Linked DNA regions of Zea mays: region 1 is linked to region 2. A link is a contact called in public Hi-C data. All regions are on one chromosome and are shown on one strand. The core of a region is the stretch at or near the end of the contact, and the rest is flanking DNA. Distances in the headings are between cores, read along the strand shown.

What was found. Hi-C and Micro-C count contacts between places; a contact is called where the count stands out from the background.
Region 1: a contact with region 2 is called in a Hi-C map of endosperm, with 4 times the contacts expected there. The contact joins two enhancer-like sites. A contact is called at or near these places in 3 of 25 Hi-C or Micro-C datasets (ear, endosperm and leaf).

What each region holds. Positions count from the first base shown.
Region 1 is chr6:58,483,443-58,487,080 of Zm-B73-REFERENCE-NAM-5.0, reverse strand. No RefSeq gene overlaps it. Among protein-coding and RNA genes, the nearest start is that of LOC542192, 19 kb to the left of the region's middle. Within about 2 kb of position 2,255, at least 19 of the 20 cell types and tissues checked have an H3K27ac peak or open chromatin away from gene starts, as enhancers often do. A contact at or near this core is called in ear, endosperm and leaf, where this site is marked.
Region 2 is chr6:58,231,075-58,235,024 of Zm-B73-REFERENCE-NAM-5.0, reverse strand. No RefSeq gene overlaps it. Among protein-coding and RNA genes, the nearest start is that of LOC100194056, 63 kb to the left of the region's middle. Within about 2 kb of position 2,279, at least 18 of the 20 cell types and tissues checked have an H3K27ac peak or open chromatin away from gene starts, as enhancers often do. A contact at or near this core is called in ear, endosperm and leaf, where this site is marked.

The sequences.
Region 1 (3,638 bases), core at 1,006-3,505, 250 kb before region 2:
GAGACTACTACATATAATAGACTTGAAAGCAGGTGTTAGTCTCAAAGGCTTAGATTATAGAGTAACCTCCCCCTGAAAGTGTGCATACATGTTTTGAATACTTGTAGGAGACATGTACTTTGATTTTGATATCAAGAGGGACAAATTATCTATAATCCGAGCTTTGACACATATAAGTTAAATGATACCAATTGAAGTATGGAGGATATCAAATGTGGAATATGTCATATACCAATACCAATTGGAATATCATTTACTTAGAATGTTTAATAAGCTATGTGCCATGCTTAACTAATCTTTTAAACCATGTAGGCTTGCTCAAGAATATGAATTGAACGCGAGCATTCCTACCATATGATTGACCTATTATGCATGCAGTTAATATCAAAAGAAAATATAACATGCAAAACTAGGCATTTTAGGTAAAAACTAGATACAAGAAAATAGTTACACATATCTAAAAAGGAAATTCAATATGGGTGTGGAACTTGGGTCCAAAGTATTCACCAACCCACTTGCAATAGACTTGATCCAATATGATACATCCCATGATATACATCTCAATTTTGCCGAGTCTCCAAATTCCCCGATGTCCTTCAGACTTCTCACTTCCCTCTTGGGATCCATACCTTCTTGGTGCTTTTCATGGTTGGGATAATCTCCTTTGGCACCCAGATGCGTTTGGCCCCTTTTCCTTTATTGGCTTGCTTGTTGGCCTTGATTGCTATCACCTTTCCATTCTTTTTCTTCTTGATCAAGTATGGTGTAGCATTCTTTTTATCCACCCTGTTGATGTAGGTGTTGGAGATTTTGCTTCTTGGCTTTTGCTTGAGCTTTTCCTTTTGCTTATCCCCGGTCATCGCCTTGCATTGGAGACTTGTGGCCTTACTCGTGGAATAGCCTACAAATCATAGTTTCTTCCTGCACAGGCTTGTTCACACCTGCATAGGTGTTATCCTGAGGAGGTTGGCTTTGTTTGGCTTTGCCTTTCTTGTCATATAGATCCTTGCCAAGGCGAGCCACTTCTTGCTTTAATTGCTCATTCTCCATTGCAATCTCATCTAAACATGTTTCTATAACAACATTCTTAACAAGAACTTGATTGTAGGGGTTAGAATCATTAATGAAATCAAAGTAAGAAGTAGAAGCATCTGTCTTAATAATTTTAGGTATTTCAACCAAAGATACTCCTCGGGTGCTACCGATGTTTTCTAACTTGGTGGTTAACTCATTATTATGTATGCTAAGAATTTCCATTTTTCCTAGGAAGTTTTCAATGGCTTCTTGAGAGCTAGCTAACTTAGCCTTAAGTTCTTCATTCTTTTTAACCAGGCCATCATCGGTAGCTGAGGATGGAGCACTAGACTCTAGTTGCTCAATTTTAGTTGATAGCTCACAATTCAAATTGCAAATGTTTCAAATTTTTCTAGTAAACATTTATAATCATTTTGAGAGCTAATCAACTTATTTTTAGAGTTTTAGGTTGAGCCTTTTGTTTAGAGCATGCATCCTAAAAAAAATTTACGGCTTCCGTAAGCTCATCTACGGAGGCCTTTCCCTCACCTTCATCATCACTACTCCTATCATCACTAGAGGATGGAATACTCATTTTACCTCTTACCATAAGGCACTTCGTGATGACCGTGATGAACTGTAAAGCCCAAAAATTTGTATCAGAGAAAAATAATGATACAAATAAATAAATATAATTATGCTAGTGTTTTGGTTTTTTTTGGAGATTTATTAGTTCCCTTCCTTTTCATAATCAGATAATAATATTAAATTAGTCAAGTAACCAATAAATAAATAAAGAAATGTGCATCTCATGCTGATAAATTTGTTGGGATGCATTTTATTGAAATAAAAGAATCATAACTTAAATTTGACCTCAAATTATAAATGAGAATATAAAACAGAAAATGAGAAAGTAAATTGTAATAAAGTCATTTATTACTAGAATTAAATAATAGGAAGGAGAATAAATAATAATATTGAAAATAGTAGGATTTGTATTCACATTTGGATTATATTTTAGATTGGACATTTGAAATTCAAAACAGAAATTTGAATTGGCTTGAATATTTGAAATTGAAATAGGAAAAATAAAACCAGAAAAAGAAATAAAAAAAGGAAAAAAGACTCACCTGGGCCGATTTCTCTCCCCCTCGGCCCAATACCATTTCTCCCACCGCGCGGCCCACTCCGCTTGTTTCCTTGGTCCTGCGCGTCAGGCCTCTGTCGGGTGGGCCATAGTTGTCAGCCAATGCCATCACCCCTGCTCGCACGCGTCCGACTTGCTAGCGCTCGCTGACTTAGGACCCACTGCTAGAAGCTTGCTCACACGCGGACTGTTTCCTTGCGCCGCTGTCGTATGGGTCCAGATGGCCAGTCGGACTCCTCCCTCCCCATCGCGCGACGACGAGCTCGGAACGGCCGATGATCTGTCCATGAAACTCTCGCCAGTCGTTGCTCTCTATCTCCTCGGGTCTGGGTATAAAGCTCAGCGCCCTCGCGCCTCCCATGTTCATCAAACCGTAGCACCCGTGTGACGTCGCCGCGGTGTAGAAACTTGTCCGTCGCCGTTGCCACATACTAGAGATTGCCGCCGACTTAGGGAAAAAAGATGCGCTCGGGGAAGCTTTGTCAAGGGTTTTCAGACGTCTCCGCATGGAACTTCGGGGGCGTGGGCGGCCAGGGCTCGGCGAATTTCTTGCCGGTGAATGAATCCGCCGCGGACGACCCACTCTCCGTGGTCGGGCTTCTGCGCTTCGTCCCTGCCGGCTGCCGGTTAGACACCTTTCCCCTGCATTCGTTGTCTTACACCGCACACAGGAACTAGTTTGATGTCCACATTCAGGTTGAGCATGGCTCCCATCAGCCCACATCCCAGTTCAGTGCCGAACATGTCGGATAGCTCAACTTCGAGCAAAGTTTTTCCTAGATCGAAATAAGGACAGGGAAATCCTTCTTAACCGAAATTGTTTCTCAACAACAGATCTTCAGGTTTGATATAATGATTACCCACCAAAAGTTCGAAAATTTAGAAACTAAAGAGGTCCAAAATTGAGAAGAACCTGCTGCTTTCTAAATTCTTTAGTGAACTGAATCAAACTTCAGATTCTAAACTGAATTCGACACCAGACTGAACCCACATCTTCCACTCCTTGCATCACATGATTCCAAATGATACCAAAGAAATGACCTAAATACAAATTGCTCTCCAATATACCCTTTAACTCTTTGCTATACAGCTCGAATCTCCATGGACTAGGTATAGGGGAGCTTAAAAACCCAATGAAAAACACTGAATTTCAGATTCAGTTTACTGAACCTATTGCTGAAATCCTAGTCTGACAGCACAGCTACAAGCAATCTTTCTCCCAGTTCTTAGTAACAACAAGCCAACCTTGGTTCACAAAACATGTTCACAACACCAAACTCTACAAGTTTTCTGTAGAAGCCCTAAGCTAAATACTCACAGATCAAGAGTTATAGTGCCCCGAAGTTGGGTAAAAACACTAGAATTCAGCTACAGCTAACTGAACAAGAAACTGAACACATATGCCTGACAAAGAATGTTTGGGCACAGTTTACTCCATTTTTTGTGCAGCACCAAACAAAATTTTCTTAAGAAGATT
Region 2 (3,950 bases), core at 1,030-3,529:
ACAACACCTTCTGCTCAGCTATGTCCTCACATAGGAGCATGGGCTTCGGTTGGTCTGCTGAGACAGCCTTATCTCTTTTGTGCTTGTACTGCTGATGAGCTTCGGCTTCATCTATGTTATGAATAGCCTTCGAATCTGTCTAGTTCCCTTCGGCCCTTCTAGCAGCCTCTTGACTCCCATGCACAACTATGGGGCCTTAGTCTGATGGTATCTTCATGCATAGATATGTTGGATGAAGTATTGCTTCAAAAGCATTTAATGTTCCTCGCCCAATGATGGCATTGTAAGGATACTCCATATCAACAATATCAAAGACAACTTGCTCTGTCCTTGTATTGTGAACATAACTGAAGGTAATTGGCATGGTTATCTTGCCAAGTGCCATTATTTGCCTTCCTCCGAAGCCATAGAGGGGGTGTGTTGCATCATGTATCTTGTCATCCTGCTCCTGCATCTGCCTAAAAGCTTTTGCAAAGATGATATCTGCTGCACTGCCTGTGTCTACAAGGACATGGTGAACCAGAAACCCCTTGATGACACAAGATATAACCATTACATCATTGTGAGGATAATCCTTGAGCTGAAGGTCTTCCTGGGAGAAGGTGATTGGTATATGAGACCACATGGACTTGATGAAGGGTCCATGAACTCCAACATGTTGTACCCTTCTTTGTGCTTCCTTCTTCTGCTTCTTGTTGGTTGGTTCAGAACTTGGGCCGCCTGTGATTGGGAGCACCAGCTTCGTAGCTGAAGGTGCCACATCTTGGTTGCCTTGCAAAGCCATTGTCGCAGTCGTGGAAGTGAGTTTACCGGAGGTGGGCACCAATGTTAGTCACTTGTTCTCAGATGTTGTAGGTCAAGAACAAGGCAACACGATTGTAAATTATTACGGACCTTCATCTTCCGAAGCATTATCTCCACATGGGTATAATGCTCATCAGACGAAGGTCAAGAAGGACATACCTTCATCATTTAATATGTGAATAGGAATGTGAAAGGATAAAGACAGTAACTGTATTTCATTAATTCATTTATATTTGCATTCCATAAAATGTATATGAATATTAACAGTATTAATATTACATTGATACCTTCGTCTTGCTCGAAGGTAAAGACGCAAAAGAGTGATTACAAATCAGCGTGAACAATACGGTGTTACTATTCATCTATTTATAGGCACGGGACGCAGCCCGGGTAATATTACATTCATGACCCTCAACATTTATCTACAGACAACCTGAAATACTAAGGTCTATCTGGTCTTTCCTTCTTCTGCTTGACTTGAACCGAAGCTGATGGTAGCTTGGACATTTGTCAATATTGCTTCTACTCAAGGTCCTCGTCTTGAGAACCTTCAGTAGAGGAAAAGAGGATCTCTGTATCCCTTTGTCGAAGGTGTTTTTGCCTTGAGGACCTTCGGCGGAGAAGAAACCCCCAACAATATGGATTAGCTAAGTTTATTCCATTAATTTCATACTTAAAATTAATTTCTTTATTTAATTTTATGAATCACACAGAACCTAGGAGTGCAGATTGCAATACCTAAAACTTCGGGGTTTAATTTGATAAAATTAGGACTGGGTTGTAATAGCTTTATGTAACACTCAAAAATTTTAGTTTGGGATTCATAAAAATTTTATTCAAAACTATTTGAGTTAAACTATCATAGATTCCTTTCTTGTCAAAGTATATCTCACTAAAATAAATAAATAGTAATAACAAGAGCTTAGTAGGTTAAGAACTGAGATTCAAATCTGAAAAACTAAAGTTCAAGTTGAAATTACGGAACAATAGGTAAAAGAAACACTTTCAATCTATTTATTATAACTTTATAATTAGAGCACTCCTTAAACAATATTTGACTCAAATCATGGTGAAGTTTTTATATTAAATTTCTCCCAAACAAAATAAAGTAATGTGTGAATTATTCTCTTAAGAATTATGCATATAGAAACATTTATTTAGGTGAATAATTAACCAATAAATAAATAAAATAAACTTTGCATGGCATCCTGGATCTTTGACTGAGCATTGAATTAAGTTTGAAATTCAAACCTTGTTTGAATCTGCTTTAGAGTTCAAAATTTGAAAATAGAAATGAAATAAGAATTTGGAAAAAAAGAAGAGATGGTAACCCTGTGCTTGGGCCGAATTCCCTGCTTCTGGCCCACTTCTCCTCACGGTCAGGCCATCTCCACTTCTCTCCCCGCATGTCCCATTCCACTCCTTTCCCCTTTTCTTTTGTTTTGTCACACTTACGTGCGGGGCCCGCTTCGTCAACCTCCCACACTGCGTCCGCGTCCCATCTCTGCGCGCACGCGCACGAATCGATGCTGCGTGGGCCTGGCTTGCCAGAATCACCTTTCCCCCGTAACAAACCATGTTGGACTTCGTGTGTGCACTGGGAAATCTTCGCTCCCAGCTCTGGACCAAGGGAAACCCAACAGATCCCCCGTGACTGTCGTTGTTGATTGGATGCTATAGATTCACGCACTTCTCGGGGCCATGGAACCCCTCGGCTATATAAAAGTGCTTGGCTCCGTAACACCCCCTGCATCCTGCTGCCAGTGCCGGAAAGAGAGATAGAAGAAAATGGCTGCCACCCTAGAAAACCTATTGGCGACCGTCGGGTCCCCTATGGGCGGTCGGGGAGAGCCACCAGTGATGCCTGCATGTGGCCGACGTGGTTCTAGGCATGAGGACCCCCCAGTGGTTCGCCAATTTCTCAACGGAGTTGGGCGCCACGGCGGACCCGCACCAAGCCATGGTCGGGGGCTGTCGGCATGTTCATCCTGGTAAGAACACTCCTACCTAGTTCGTTCTGGTCTCTTCTACGCGTAGCACCATTCAGTTTGGGGTTTGGGGCTCTAGGGCGCAACATCACCTGCTCCGGCGAGTGCATCGCCATGGGAGCTCTGCTCCACCGCGCTGTCCCGCGTTCAAGCAGGAGGGAGACAGGAATCGCGCACCAGCCGTTGACCCTGGCGCGGGCGGTACAAATTAAAACGTAGCTTACCCCTTGACTTGATGGGTTGTGCGCCGTTTGATCGGGAACGAGGGGATAAGATTAGATCATGTTTGCATAAAATCCTGACCGTTGGTAAGAGATCCGGTGACCGGAAAAGCATATCGGTTCGGATTTTGATCCCGGTCGTCCGATCCAAATTATGCGCGTAAGATTTGATCGTAGTGTTTAAAATCTAGGCCGCTGATCTTGGGATCAACGGTTCTCAGTACATACCAGTTCGATTAAATAGTGATCTAATCGATGTCGTCCATTTGTGATCCAACAGATCTTAATGGTCAGTAACCCCTTCGCCCGAGCCGTTTTACAAAAGAGCCCCCACAGGTCATACAAAACAACCCACGGTCCTTCCACCTTTAAGAATCAAAACAAGCGGGTCCTGGAATTTAGGGTTTGAACTCTGAGCTCTCGGGATTTTGTTCCCTCGGTCCAAATGCTATTCAAATTTATGAGTAAATCCTAGAAATTGATTTTTAGTGTAACATAAATTCAGAAACTTTTGTAATTCATATTTAATCCACTGTAACTCCAATTTGACCCGTTCAAATTGCGATAGTTTTGTGATAAATTTGCCTACGCAGTAGTAACATTAGTTGTGACATACCCCACACTTTTAAAATTAGAAGTTTCCCTTTGAGTAGTAGATTTATTTTACTAATCAAGGATTGTTATGTATATAATTACAATTTTACTATAATATGATTTTTAAACAAGTTATAATATATATTAAAGATAAACTAAATATTTAGAATATATTCTCTCATATGATGTATATTAACCAATTTATAATATAGTTTAATATTTAACCACGGGGAATCTTCAGTAAATCATAACTCCGTAACCGTAACTCCGATTTTAGTGGTTCTCGAACCCACGATCTCATAGCAACACGTAGATTATTATTATGCAGTTTGTTCTTATGTTT